Regions from separate parts of the Zea mays genome. Here all the other regions are linked to region 1. A link is a contact called in public Hi-C data. All regions are on one chromosome and are shown on one strand. Each heading gives the region's core, a stretch centred on a gene start, on an enhancer-like site or on the middle of the called end of the contact. The rest is flanking DNA. Distances are from core to core; before and after follow the strand shown.

Region 1 (5,047 bases), core at 811-3,310:
AGATGCATGTTCTTTACCTACCGAACATCAGGTGTGTAAATTCATCATCATTTACTTGTTGTTAGTTATATTATGATGTAACTCAGCAAATATCATTTGTACATGTATATTAGACCCCTCCACTACCTTGCTGACGCATGAACCAGAAGACATGTTAGACTTTGTCGAAACCCTCTTCGCTAGTGGAGGTATCGACCATCACTCGTCACAGTACCCCGATGGCGGTCGGCGATCGTGAGCTTCCATGTTATGTATTGTGATACTTGAGACTTTCATTATGACTATATATGAGATATTGTCTCTTATTAGTACTGGATGAGATGTGTCTTATTATGACTATGGATGAGACTTTTATGATGTAATTGATGAGACTATGGATTCAAATATTGTTATGTGATTGTGTGTGAGATGTTTTATGTGAAAATATGTTGTGCTATATAGTATTGATATATTTGTTATGTTGTGGAATGTGGTGTAAAATAAAAATAAACAACATTTGTAATGCTGGTCAAATTAACTTCCTAGATGCCAACTGGGTCGTAGGAAGTTAGCCAGCTAACTTCCTAGGGGCTACAGTCAGCCGTAGGAAGTTAGTCATAGGAAGTTAGTGAGCTGACGGCGCTGACAGCGTGAAGCTACTAACTTCCGAGAACCTACTAACTTCCGAGAGGCTCATTTGGCTGTAGGAAGTTAGCTAACTTCCTAGAGGGCTCTAGGAAGTTAAGCTAACTTCCGACAAAAAAAATTTCGAGAGCCAAACTTTCGACGGGATGGCTTTACTTCCGAGAGTTTAGCTAACTTCCTAGAGTTTAGGGCTAACTTCCTAGGGTTTAGGCTCTAGGAAGTTCACTATTTTGGTGTAGTGGGATAGATATCCCCTAGGTCCACTAAAGGAATAAAAGACCTCACGAAAGGCCCAAGGGCCCAATAACTCGTAAGGTCATTCTTTCGTGGGCCTGGGGTGGAACAACCAGCAAGGGGGAACGACATGAGGCCGATTGGTGCAAACCCGAGCGGCCCACATCGTCGAGCGAATGATCGCAACAGAGACCCGATTTTCCCGCGCGGGAGCCCCCATGCAGCGGAGCCGTGCGAGGATAAGTCGGCGAGGATCACGCAGGATAAACTCGAGAGGTTCACTATCTTTTAGTTACTTGTTGTTATCATACCCACATGTGTTGCCCCACGGTCGAATATATAAGGCCTAGGGGGCACCCCTTCAGAACGATCGACCCTATCTTACTTAGCCACCCACGTAAACTCTCTGTGCCTTCAATCCAGAGAGCCCTCTTGTAACCACGCTCGTATACTCACCAGGACGTAGGGTGTTACGCATCTCTAAGCGGCCCGAACCTGTAAATCTTGTCCACTGTCTCTCGTGCGATCGGCACGAACCATTTTGCTACAGTCGTTGACACCGTCCTACTCCTAAAAACACCTTGAGGGGCAACCCCGGGTGTGCGGTCGGACCCAAAACACCGACACCGGGCCCAAGGGCCGGACCGTCCGCTCATTTTGGTGTCCAACAGGTCGCCTTTTAATATATTGATCAGGTAGCTATGACCGAAGAAAATGCACGCCCTCTATATACTACCTACATTCACAAATATATGACACAATTGAACTTTTTCGAAAACTTTGACCACTCGTTTTATTCAAAATATTTACTCAATAATGTAAAACTTCAAGTAAGCACAAATTATCTTAAGTGATAAAACAAATCACAAAAAATGATAACTTATTATTTTTTGAATAAGATGAGTGATCAAAGTTTTTTTAAAAAGTCAACGACGTCATATTGAACAGAGGGAGTATTAGAGTTCTATTAAATATTTATATTATTTCATTATAAAAGTCGGTGGCTAAAGTTCGTATTTTGGGAACAAATCAAGTTAATTAATTTATTATTTTTCCGAAAGAAGCGGGTAGGACACGAACCAAAAGCAGGTAGCTACGGGACCCCGCGATTTTAGCAGATCGCAGCACCGGCCCGCGCACACCCACCAAACCCGGCCCGCTACTGAAGTGACGTCACTCAAGTGTCCACGGCCCGGCCCACCCAGTCATAGCTAACTACACGACACCCACCTGTCTTCCTCGGCTCCTCCACCCCGGTCCTCTCCTGCCGCGTCGCGTTCGCCCCTCGCAGCGGGCAACTCCCACCGCCGCCGCTTCGCATCCGCCCATCTGCTTCCATCGTCTCACGGAGGTCGCTCACTTCGCCGCCGCCCGCCCCGCCTCTCCCGGTGCCACGGGGCCCTCGGCCGCGCCGTGGCGCTTAAACCCTAGATCTGTGCCTCCGCGCTGGCCGCGGCCGCGTCCCGACGCCGGCACGCCGCCGATCGCCGCACGTCGCTCGATCCCAGGTGACGATCGATTGCTGATTGCTGCGGATCGCGTACCGTGGTCACGCTGCTTAGTTCAGCTCTAACAACTGATCGCTCCTCCTCCACTGTTACCGATTAATGGCTTGATCGGTGCCGAGTCTGTTTTAGGTCGTGCCCGGCTCTCTGCTCGGGCGGCACGTGTGGTCCGGTGTTGCAGCGGATGTAGAATTTTGACCTTGTTCTCTAGCTGTGAATGACAGTATTATAGGCACAGACTTATAGATTGATGTGCGTTTTGCGTTGAACTGCTCATCGAACAGATGCTCCCAATTCGGTAGTTTATGGCTTGTTTGGATACATGCGTGAAGTTTTCAGCTGATAAGATTTTAGGAAATGTTGTTTTTGGCATTAAGTGTTTTTATAATGTATGGGTCTAAGGGAGGCCCAGAGTGTCTACCTTCCGTTATTTTGATCTCTGAATTGCCGCCTTTCACACGAAGGGCGGTCACGCGTGTCACGTGAAGGGTGGTCACATGATCTGCAGCATAGCACTACTAGATGTTGGACCTTAGTGTATCTATGCACAAATTTTCTGATTAGATACTTGCTGAAAGCTATTTCTTCTTGCGCTATGATGGACCATACTAGCTATTTTGTGATTCTAGCGCCCTTACAAAATATTTATCACTGCTTTGCAGGTTTTGCCGCTCGAGTTTAGATAAGTTCCTTCAATGCATCGTGTTGGGAGTGCTGGTAACACAGCTGGCTCGACTCGACCGAGAAAAGAGAAGCGCTTCACATATGTACTCAATGATGCTGATGATAAAAAGGTATGTTTATATTAAATAAGCTAGCTCTTTCAGTTTTTCCCTTTAGATCTAGCTTTTCCTAGGTACTCTATATACATTCGAAACAATTCATATTCCACTCAATGGCGATGATAATGCATTCATTTCTGTTTGTTTTTCAGCATTGTGCGGGGATCAATTGCTTGGCTTATCTAGATGGTTCCATATTTAGTACAAGTGATCATCTTTTTAGCGGGAGCCGTGATGGTACCTTGAAAAGATGGGAATTAAATAATGGGGATGCAAGCTTCTCAGGAACTTTCGAGTCTCATGTTGATTGGGTATGCTTTTTTCTGTTTTTAATAATTAGGCTTACTGTTTCATCAATCAGTGCTTTAAATATCCATTATGTTTATAAATTAGTTATGTTTATGTTTAACATGGTGTCTGTGGTCTATTATTTGGATCCAAAGCTTAGCACATTTCTAGTGTCCATATATTTTAGCATCAACATTCTAATTGACATTTTGAGTTCATTATGTTAACAGACGTTTAGAATTTTAGATTGATATATTCAAGTTGGTTTCCATTATTTTCAGCCCCTTCTTTCTTTTTTCTTTTTCGTGTTCTTAGCTGCAATGTTTAAATCAGAGCACCACAGTTTCATATTCGACAAAAGTGGACAGAAGGGTAATGTTAAAGAAAGACTTCAGATTCTATTCTTCTTTGGCCTATTTGTTTGATGCTGTGTTATACTGTTATTTTTTTAGAAAAAAACAACGTGAGCTGGAAAGAATACTAATCACATGCTTTAGCATTAGTAGTTATCTGTGTCCTAATATGCCTTAGCAGTTATCTGTTTCCCAATATGCTTTGAAGTTTGGAAAGCTGGTGGCATTATATTTATTATTTGGAGATAACTTTTGTTTGAAACTAACATTTAGTTTCTGTCTGTAAGTGGAATACTGAATAGTAGTACCATTGATTGTTTTATGTTGTTTAAGCTTTTTCTTTATTGTGCAGGTTAATGATGCCATTATAGTTGGAGACAAGCTTGTTTCCTGCTCCTCAGACACTACAATAAAGGTTTGTTGTCTAACACTTTCTCTTCTTAAATATTATTTTGCTGAACATGCATGTGTTTCATTTCCCTAACTACACAGGTGTGGAATTGCTTCTCTGATGGTGCCTGTACCAGGACTCTCCGCCGGCATTCTGATTACGTGATTTGTCTTGCTGCTGCTGAGAATAATGTAATATTATCCACACTTGTGCTTTTCTGTGGTATTTTTAGCCTTTTCATTTTTTACAGTTTTTTTGCCTTTGAATTGTAGAGCAATATTGTAGCCTCTGGTGGTCTTGGTGGTGAGGTTTTCATTTGGGACCTTGATGCTGCTCTTGCTCCTGTAGCCAAATCTGTGGATGCAAAAGAGGATGAGGTTCCTAATGGAAACTCCGGGCCTGCTTTGACAACACTGTGCAGCATAAATTCTAGTAGCAATATTGCTTCCTCTAATGGTCAATCACATGGGTACAGTCCAATAGCTGCCAAAGGTCACAAAGATTCAGTTTACGCACTGGCGATGAATGATACAGGAACCCTTCTTCTCTCTGGTGGCACTGAGAAGGTATTGCACTCTTCACGTAACATAATAAGAATGACATTTTGTGATGATTACAAGACTAGTCAACAGCCAGTTTCAGTACACATTTTCCCCTAAAGACCTTTTTTGCTTTATTTGAAGGTTGTCCGAGTGTGGGATCCGAGGACAGGATCGAAAAACATGAAATTGAGAGGGCACACTGACAATATCAGAGCCTTGCTTGTTGATTCTACAGGGAGGTTGGTGTCTAGGCATTTTTCAAATGAGTTCTTGTAGATTCATCTAGGCTATGCTGCTCTAGTTCCTTGGCATTGCTTAAAAATTGATC
Region 2 (5,047 bases), core at 1,892-4,391, 990 kb before region 1:
TGGACAAATATAGAGAAATACAGGGAGCAGATGGCATACGTTTTGTGTGTTTAACAAATATAGAGTCCACAATACTGAGCTAGTGAGCTTTACATAGGATTATAGGAACCCAAGTATTCAGGAAGAAAACTCAAATTGTTAAGAAAACGGCAAACTCATCAAAGAGTACTGACCGGAGATATGGGAGGGTCATATTTTTTAACAGAGATGGATGCCTCAAGACAAGGCTGCGCCATTCCTCCTTATCAATTTTGCCGTCGTGCTTTGTATCTGCTTCCTCAAATGTCTAGTAAGATCAAAAAAATATGAGCAACTAAGCATACGTTTAATAGATATTAGTATATTACCCTGCAGAACTACAAGTACTCAGATATACTTTATCAATAATGCCTTCAATAATATCATCTGAAAGATTCATTCCTGATTCAGCAAGTGTTGCGACCACCATTTGCTTGACCTGACAATCAAGAAGGAACAAAATAACATTTTCATTGCTGATGGCTGCATTTACTGTCAAATGGGATATACTTTGTCCAAGAAAGTATAAGAACATTCCACAAAAAGGGTTGTGTATGAGGGCCTCAGTTTAGATTCATAGATGTTCAACATCATCAGCTTAGTTCAATTTAACTAGAGAAATAAATTTCCACTGAATAAAAACTTATGCTAAATTAGAACATGACTTGAGAGGGTGAATAATTGTACTCACGTACAAGCTAGTGTAACACATGTAGAAAAAATTGAAGCAACATGGATCATGCAAACGAATCAAATGCAATAACAAATAATGGCGCGGAAGAAGTGATTTACTTAAGAATATAAGCAAGTGCAAGGTACCTCCTGCTTTTCAATGAAACCTTGTTGCTTGAGATCATACAATTTGAAAGCAACTGCAAGTTAATAGGAAACAAGATCATGGAAGTGAATGATTAGTACGACACGAGCATAATTTCCCAAAATAGGATAAACTGAATTGGTTAACTACATACTCGTTCTAAATAGTTCATCATAGAAAACTTCCCGACCTAAAGATTTTGTATGTGCATGGTAAAGATGCAGGTTGCAGGCCTCGCACTAATATACTCTCTACAAAGCTTATCCCTCCCTACAGAGCCTTAGAAAGAAACAAAATCAAAAGAAACTATTTCTAGTCACAACAAAATGGAGTAAGTGGCAGTCCATTTAACCCATGTACCACAGCAGGAAATGTATATTTCAATTTTTACAATGTTCATTATTTAGTCTTCGAAAGGCCATAACATGCATTGCAACCCCAGCTGCCTATCATGTCCAGAAGTGTTTTCATGATATGTATTAAGCACTGACTCATCGTCTTATCTTGAATTAGTATTATCACAAATTAAACCCATAACTCGATATTCGGTCACTTATGTAGCGTAATCAAGAATAAATGAATGAATGAATAAAGTTAAGAAAGAAGGCTCACAATCAATTTTGTCATCGATTGGTGCACTCGGATGGAACACAGAAAGGGCTCGAGCAAATTCCTCAAACTCGAGAATTCCATTGTGTTTCGTGTCAAACAAGTCAAATACCTAAGTCAATGAAATGAAAACAAGATACCTTAGTGTTTATTTGAGGTCACTCCAAAAGAAATAGCGAATTTGTAACAAAAAGACAGTTCACATTGAGCATCCCCCTTCCAATGATTGCAGGTGGGTAACTACTAATCGGACATGCAGAAACATTGAAATGTGTTAACAGCTTAACTCATGCCCACAGAAACATATGTGTAAGCATATGATTGAAGCTTAAAAGGCTCAGGGTCTATGATGTCCTATCACTGTTCTAGACAGCTTGGCATAATGTGATTAATGTGAATGTTCATAAAACAAATACTATACTGTTGATCCTTTCATAAAACACAACTAGAAAAATAATGTGACACAAATAGCAAAAAAACACAATATATTTGGCAAGAACAGACTGAATTCCATGAAGTTTTCAGCAGTGAGCTTTGGTTTCATGACAACAAAATTTTCACTGACAAAATATATATAAGGATCCAGTGGGCATACCCGGTCAGCAAACATGCTATCCTTTCTGTTGGTCTTAAACAAGGCTAATTGGAATTCATCCTGCAGATAATACATCAAAGCTCCAAGGAGAGATCAGACACAATGACTTCATGGAAACAAAGTTGTCATTCACTGCCACTTCACACTAAGAGCTTAGAACCTACAAACCTTGTTAATCAAGCCATCATCAACCACAGCACTGCTAATCTTCTTGAACAGCTCATACAGAGCCTCGATTTCATTCACATTAACTGCAGAATAATGAAAATCCACTGCTGAATAAACGGCAACAGATATGAAAACAAGCATAGCGAGAGTAAAAAGAGCATACAAACAGTTTCTCTAGCCAGGCGTTCGGGGTCCTCGAGGCCCTTTGGCCGATTGGGTATGTCAAGGTCGCAGCACTTGAGCAGGGCAGAGGCGAGCCGTCGAACAAAGTCCACCATTGCACACTCCACGAATATCCAAATCAACACTTCTCCTAGCTGCAAATGACCAAGAAGTGGGTCAGGCCTCAGGGCCTACCACCGCAGCGCACGAGCAATTTCCACGACCGGATGACACCACCCACAATACCCACCCAGTTCCCCCTTCCGATTGGAGCAAAATCCCATAAAAACAGGGAACCAATCACTTCCCCGCTCAGGATCACCGGATCACAGCACAGCTGGAGGCACGCAAATCGTAATCCCGACCGACGACCCGATACCTCGGACACGGACACGAAACCAAGCTAGAAACGGATCCCGCAGCCGCCGAAACGCCGTCGCAAGCACGCACCACCGCTGGTCCGCATTCTCTCCGCGGCTCCCGGCTTCCACGCGCGAAAGGCACGGCCACGGGATCCCGCCGCATCGGAGTCCCCGGCCAGGGGAGGGGGGCGAGATGGGATTCGTGCACGAAAAGAGATCGGTAGCAGGCCTCACCTCATCGGGGATCCTGGTGGATGGAGGCGGGCTGTTTGCGCGTGGAGGGTCGGAGGGCGGGGACCGGCGGTGAGAGGTTGCGGAGGCGGGGGAGTGCGTGGCCGCGAGAGGAGGGAGTGGTGAAACTCGAGGGAGGGAGCGAATCGTCGGAGGAGGAGCGCCACGTCAACGGTTCCTGAGGATGTCGTTGGTATGTTCTCCTCGTGAAACCCCGTCCCACATCCCGGGCACATTCCTGGGCCGATAGGTAGATGGGCTTCCGTGACAGGATGGTGGCAACCTCCGTGACCCGTGGACCCAGCGAGAGTAGGCCATGGTTTCTCCATTGGGTATCAAGATTTGAGCTGGGTCAGATCTAGAGATGGCAACGAGTACTTATCCATCGGGTATTGCATACTCATATTTATACCCATAAAAACAAAATCTACCCGCCATAATATCCATACCCGGCCACGGGTAGAAAGTATAGCCACACCCGTACCCGAGTGGATATTGACACCCGATGGGTAACCCATACCAGATTAGCACCCGACAAAGAGTAACAAATTACACATTTAAATAGTCACATATAGACAAGATATAAGCTCAAATCGCTCACAAGCCATAATCTAACATATTCACATGAGTTCAAAAGTTACATGTTTAGTTACAGCCTACATGGCCACATCAGCCTTGGGGATATTGCTATCGTTTGGCTAACCATGTTGTTCAGCCATATTTTTCGATCAAACAGGATGCCCGATGAGTGGAGCAGTACATTAGTATCAATCTTCAAGAAGAAGGGAGATATTCAAAGTTGTACCAACTATCAAGTGATTAAGCTCATGAGCCACACTATGAAACTATGGGAGAGAGTTATTGAGCATCGCCTGAGAGGAATGACGCATATCATCATGAACAAATTTAGATTCACGTGTGGAAGGTCAACCATGGAAGCAATTTTCTTAATAAGGCAGGTCATGGAGCCACATAAGGAGCAGAAGAAGGACTTGCACATGGTTTTTATCGACTTGGAAAAGGCCTATGATAAAATACCTAGGAATCTAATGAGGCGGACATTGGATAAGCATAAAGTCCCTATTGTAGTTTTAGAGAAATAAGTGACATGTTTCCAAAATATTTAAATAAATTAAATATTCTAATTTCGAATAAGACAAGCATATAACTCAGATAAATAACATGTGTAATTATAACAGCAATGAACAGTAGCATTTCTAGGACATGAAAACATGTAACATAGCTACTCAAGTTCATTTGAATATTAAACATGGCAAGTAGATGAAGAAGGCAGATTAAACACATAAACATGATTGTTTATATTAAAATATTGCTCTCAAAATAGCGGGTTGCTGCACTAAACAGCCCTCCAACGCTAAGTGGTGATCAGAGATCCTTGACTAACGTGACAGTCCTACCTTATCAAATTAGGGTTTTAGAACAAATATAATGAGCCTAGAATTCAAGCATGAATTCCAAAGTAAAGAACTGAGCAGTAAATAAAATAACAGAATTTAACACAGGTAATCAACCTCAACAAAGAGAGATATAACTAAGCACAAATATATATTTAATGCTGAAAATAACAACACACTAAAACTCAGACTGTCACTTTGTCTCACTACACCGCTATCATCATCGAGCACATAAATCCGCCCACAAATTGTGCAATCACACCCAAGTAAATAATACTAGCAAATTGCACAAAATTACTCAATAAATAAAGAGAGTCAATGGATAACTCACAACACATAGATTGTCTACGTGGGAAGACCAGCTCAGCGAACACAAGGTTCTATCCCAGAAAACCAATTCTGTCGTCCACGTCCGGACCTGCACGGTGGGAGGTTGACAGAGATACTAGAGCCGCTGTCGGAGCCGAGGGAGACATCCACGACACCAGTCCGAGAAGAGGAACACCGCACAGCAGGGAGCTCAAGCACCAGGCCACGATGGACAGAGACTAAAGAAGAACTGTAGCACCACACAGGTGCACGATACCGGCAACAGAGCACAGGTATGCCAAACTCGACGAGCATAGAGGCAACTCTTCCCTCTTCCGCTTGCTCACCAGTGAGACGCACA
Region 3 (5,047 bases), core at 1,640-4,139, 680 kb after region 1:
TTGTGCGAAACTGAGCAGCGGGATGTAGGCGCAAGCAATACGAGCGGGAGGGGTGGGAGGGGGGAGGAGGCATGAACCTTGCGAACATAGCCGTACTCGCTCTTCATCTCGTAGCCCTCAAAGCTGGCGACACGGTGGTTGTACGCCACGGCCACCGGCAGCGAGAGGCGTCGGCCTAGGTTGGACTGCGCGCCGTCTTATAGTGATCTAGTCTGGGAGGGGTAGCGGACAGGAGCGATGGGGAGGAGGGATACACATGCAAGGTGCATCGGCGCGGAAGACGGTGTCAGCGGTCGTCGCCATCGAGGGAAGAAGCAAGCGTCCTACTTTGGGCAGCGCGAGGAAGGAGAGGGGGGAGGCGTGCTAGCAGCGACAGAGCGGGGAGGAAGAGGGCAGCCACAGGCCAGAGCGAGCGTAGCCCCCCATGGCATCTGGCCTTCCCTCCTTACGGCGCCCATGGGACAAGAAACCACTCACAGAAAATGGAAACATGGGTCCACATGTCGATGAGCGGGAGGCAGAAGCCCCGCCAAACGAGGAGACGGCTCCAAAAGTCGTGTAGGTTTTGTATGATCACATAGTTTGTGATGGAGGTATCCTGATCTGAGGTAAGATTTAGCTACCATAAGACATCTTTTCTGGAGAGAGAAATTGAGAAAAGATATGCAGTCAGAGTGAACAAGGTGCTTGGATGCATCTTGCTTTCCTGACCCCATCCATCAAATCCAAGAAATTACCTCCCACACCTGAGAAATATGTTTCTGCACATATGTTTGGTTTCCTCCTCTTCTCTCCATCTGTCCCCTCACTTTCGCCTCAATCTGAATTCTCGATTCAGATGTTCTCTGGCGCCAACTGGTTAGATCTGCTATCTGACCCACTGGCCTTATCAAATCTTGAAAGTCTCGTGAATTGGATGTCAATTTTCAGAATTTCTTGTTTTGCACCTGCTCTGCTCAAGCCTCCCCTGACTCTTCTGAATGCTATATCAGTGTATCACATCATCACTCTTGATCTGTAGTGATCACTGTATATATGTTGACGTTAAATGGGCATATTACTGGGGCAACATGTGAGTAGGGTGACAGCAAGTGCAAGTAGACAGGGCCAGACATGCCCAGGCAGGGTGTAGGACACTGATGGACAAACTCACAAGCACCGGGTATGACAATGGTGAGTGTGCACTAGTCCAGATCACTGTGGTGGAAGGAACGAGCATGTAGGCCTGCTGGTCAGAGGTTTGTATCCATATATAGGGCAAGGTGTGATGGTGATAGGTGGGTGTGGGTGTGAATTGCGATCCTACTTCAACGGTGGCAGGCTGCCCTGATTGTGCGCACATATGCATGCAATGACAATGTTCTTGAGTGCGGACTTTGGTGCACTCTTTGGATTATTGTTGTCTAAAGTATCCTTTCCTTAGATGATGAGAAGCTCTAAATTCTAAATTAGTAAAACTGCTTCGTTTACAGGCTGTCCTAGGTGGAACTGTCACGGTACCAACCCTCACTGGAAATGTTACAGTCAAGGTATGCATTCTTCACTCTTCTGAATTTTCAAATTCTTGTTGCATGATTTCTTAAAGGTTACCTTGCTTGTCGTATTATTTGTCCAGGTTCGTCAAGGTACCCAACCTGGAGAGAAGGTCGTCCTCCGGGGCAAAGGTCGGTTACTAGAGTTACAACAAAACCCTTTTTTAATGGATTCTTTGATTAGTTCAGCATTCACTCTGGCCTTTTGCCCCTTGATAACTGGTGAAAGAGAAGATATTGGACAGTAAATATTAGTTTTTCTATTCTTTTGTTGAATTGATAGTATTGTAATTAACATTTTATATACTTTTCAGGAATAAAAGCGAGGAACTCGCCAGTGTTTGGGAATCAGTATGTACACTTCAATATCAGGGTTCCGACGTATGCCTCTTCACCTGCAGCAGATCTTCATTTCTATTTTATTATTCAAAGAATTGAGGTAATCACGATGATTTTCCTGTTTCCAGGGATGTGACGCAAAGGCAGAGGGAGCTGATAGATGAGTTCGATAAAGAGGAGTGCGCAGACCGGGAAAGACCTGCGGTTGCCTCCGGATGAAGTTTTTGGTTCAACCATTAATTAGTTTTAGCACCACACTAGTTTGATGCCCTCAATTTCTCCAACCCGCCATAAGGTGCTGTAGGCACCAAAAGCTTATTGTAACATTTGAATCTTATATAGCATCTACCCAGTGTGTAACGTATACATTACGCGCTAAATTATTGTACCATTTTCGATTTTTAAACAGAAAAGATAGCGGGGGTTGTCTTCACTCTTCAGTAACATTCTTTTGGGGGTGTGGTTGTGTGCCAAGAATGAAGAGAGGGGATATTGGCAGGAGAAAGTGTTTTTGAATTTAATACGAATGTCATGGTACCAATTTTGTGTCATCAAAATTATGTATCACTAGAGTAGCTGTTATTAAAGGCAATCCTAACAACGAAATAACCATTATAATTTCAACGGAGAGATTACCCTCTGACATTCAGTCGGTCGAGTATATGTGTATATGTGGTGTACTGTTTTATAAATGTATAGGCAAAAATGATCTAACCAGTATAATCAAACTATCAAAAGTTATAAATTTTCTGGAAGAAATTATATATTTTTAAAAAATAGATATACCTTATTATTTACTCTATTAATATATTAAAGTTAAATTTAAATTTATTATAGGTAAATATATATAAACATTTCTAATATTTTTTAATTCTACATATTTATATATTTTTTCATTTTTTATAGAATAGATTAGAACTTGAAATTGGCAAAGCGGGCTGCAAAATGCGGCCCATTATGTACGCTTTCAGGCCGGGCTCTATAGCCCGCTTATCCGCTAAGGAAGGGATTGGATTCGATGGGGCCTGATGGAGCGGAAAGCCAGCCGCAGCCGCCAGCAGGCGAGAGCGACATAAGTGGCGACTGGCGAGAGAACCAAACCGGAATGTGTGACGACTGACGACTGAGGTCTGACGAGGCGTAAACCTCGCTGACTCGCCCTGCCGCCGCCCCGCCCCGCCCGCGCGTTCTCCGCCGTCGTCCCCGGAAGGTTCGGTGCCACCGCTCCTTCTCCCTCTCTCATTGTTGTCGTCGCGGTGTGGAAGTGCGCTGTCCAGGTGGACGGGGGTTGGCCGGTTGGGGGTAGTGACGGCGGCCTGGGCGCGATCTGAATCACTCTCGGGGGAACTCGTGGGGTCTCATTACTCGTTGCTAATGCTTTGTATAATTGTTCCATGTTTACTGCGCCGTGCCTGTGCCTGTGCCTGTGCTCTGTAATTCTCTCAGAAATTACTACTGAATTAGCATGCTATGTCATGAGCTGAGACAGTTGTATATATTTAATATAAAACCAGGAGTGGAGGAGATGGAGGAGGGAGAACAAGTACGTATGCACTATAGTCGGTGATGTAGCACTTCGCAAGTACTGTCGAAAGAAGCTTGTTCCACTTGACTCCAACCGTTTTTTTAGTTTTAAAAATAGTACCATTCCAACTATTCTTTCCTTATCTTTCCTTTCCTTTTTCAAAAACTTGTCCAGTAACTTTTATCACTGCCCACTAACTTTTGGGTAACCCGTAACAAAGCAGGAGGGATGCTTGTGTTAAGTTCAATTCTATAATGACAATGAGAGTATGAGTATTAAATGCATACAGGGGAAAGCTGTATTAGAAGGTATAAATGAATAGCTATACAGACTGCACTACTTGACTTTACTGTATTGGATATAATGGTGTAAAGTCAATCGGTCCATTTTCTGTCCCTAAGTGGAGTGGGTGCGCTTACTCTGTTCACCAGGTCAGATAACATGACTAATCGTGCACTTCACCTCTTCTTTACAAAGTCACTTTGATATCGCAACCTAGACCTGAAACCTTGAAAACTTCTCACTGTAATACTTATCTGCAGGTTTTTGCCTCAGGGCATGTGGATCTGTTAGTTCACCTGCTGCAAGCAAGTATAGCTATAGGGTTGACCAGTGCAGAAGTATGAATCCTTACTTTGTTGGGATTCTTGTCCCCGTCGCGGTCTCCCTGCTGCTCCGCAAGAGGAGAAAGGCCCAAAGGATGAGGGGAGTGCCAGTTGAGGTTGGTGGGGAGCCTGGATATGCAGTCCGTAACTATCGTTTTGAACAACCTGTTGAGACACACTGGGAGGGGGTGTCCACACTTGCTGATCTGTTTGAGCAATCTTGCAAAGAGTATGTATACATGCCACTCCTTGGCACAAGGAAGCTCATTTCAAGGGAAACTGAAGCAGCACCTGGTGGGAGATCGTTTGAGAAGCTGCATCTGGGCGAGTATGAGTGGAAGTGTTATGCAGAGTGCTTCAAGAGCGTTTGCAACTTTTCATCTGGACTAATTAGAGTAGGTCACCAGAAGAATGAACGTGTTGCTATTTTTGCTGAGACACGGGCTGAGTGGCAGATTGGGTTGCAGGTATTCTTTTTTACCCTGTCATTTTACAGATAGATTTATAGACCGATTTGTGGGCTTTATTTCTCTTCACATGCGACTGCCACATGTTTCTTCAGTAAATTGAAGGAACCAGCCACTTCATATCTGGGATGCATCTAATGCAGAAATACATATTTGGAGTGTGAACTATGCCTGGACTATGCAAATTCTCAGTTCCCTGGACCGGATTACTTATAATTGTAGGTTACTAAGTGACATGCACCACTGAGACTTGTGTTAAAATATCTACAGGCTGAATTGTTAATTTGTTATTCAGCTTATAGATGATTTCCTACACCACTTAGGGTTAGTTTGGCAGCCGATAGTAATTAATCCAGGGATAAAACCCCCACGCTGTAGGATTCCATGGACAGCTAGAGCCCGGGAGAGATATCCCTGCACAGTGGAATTCCCTTTTGCTCTTTGGAACCGAATGGCCCAGGGAAGCTGCACATGGTGGAACAGAATACTACTCTGCTCCTTTGCTCGTTAGAACAGAACCACTATAATCCACCAACAGGATAGATGACGCCTTGTAGCATACATGACTTGAAACCAACA

What was found. A called contact is a pair of places that touch in the nucleus more often than the background predicts.
Region 2: a Hi-C map of tassel shows a contact between it and region 1, with 7 times the contacts expected there. The contact joins the promoter of LOC100284839 here to the promoter of LOC103640814 in region 1. A contact is called at or near these places in 2 of 25 Hi-C or Micro-C datasets (endosperm and tassel).
Region 3: a Hi-C map of leaf shows a contact between it and region 1, with 8 times the contacts expected there. The contact joins the promoter of LOC103640823 here to the promoter of LOC103640814 in region 1. A contact is called at or near these places in 2 of 25 Hi-C or Micro-C datasets (leaf and tassel).

What each region holds. Positions count from the first base shown.
Region 1 is chr10:8,525,221-8,530,267 of Zm-B73-REFERENCE-NAM-5.0, forward strand. LOC103640814 (WD repeat-containing protein 48) reads left to right here and starts at 2,061. Exons shown (of 18, transcript XR_004853109.1): 1 at 2,061-2,366; 2 at 3,026-3,157; 3 at 3,298-3,456; 4 at 4,139-4,201; 5 at 4,279-4,368; 6 at 4,450-4,743; 7 at 4,861-4,958.
Region 2 is chr10:7,532,858-7,537,904 of Zm-B73-REFERENCE-NAM-5.0, forward strand. LOC100284839 reads right to left here and starts at 3,142. Exons shown (of 9, transcript NM_001157734.2): 1 at 2,966-3,142; 2 at 2,371-2,524; 3 at 2,208-2,290; 4 at 2,040-2,099; 5 at 1,448-1,556; 6 at 838-890; 7 at 377-457; 8 at 174-286. The coding sequence starts at 2,485.
Region 3 is chr10:9,204,277-9,209,323 of Zm-B73-REFERENCE-NAM-5.0, forward strand. It overlaps LOC103640823 (long chain acyl-CoA synthetase 9, chloroplastic), which reads left to right and starts at 2,890. Exons shown (of 12, transcript XM_008664290.3): 1 at 2,890-3,081; 2 at 3,939-4,468. The coding sequence starts at 4,019. It overlaps LOC100304399, which reads left to right. Exons shown (of 18, transcript NM_001165835.1): 15 at 1,473-1,529; 16 at 1,616-1,664; 17 at 1,847-1,913; 18 at 2,000-2,303. The coding sequence ends at 2,090.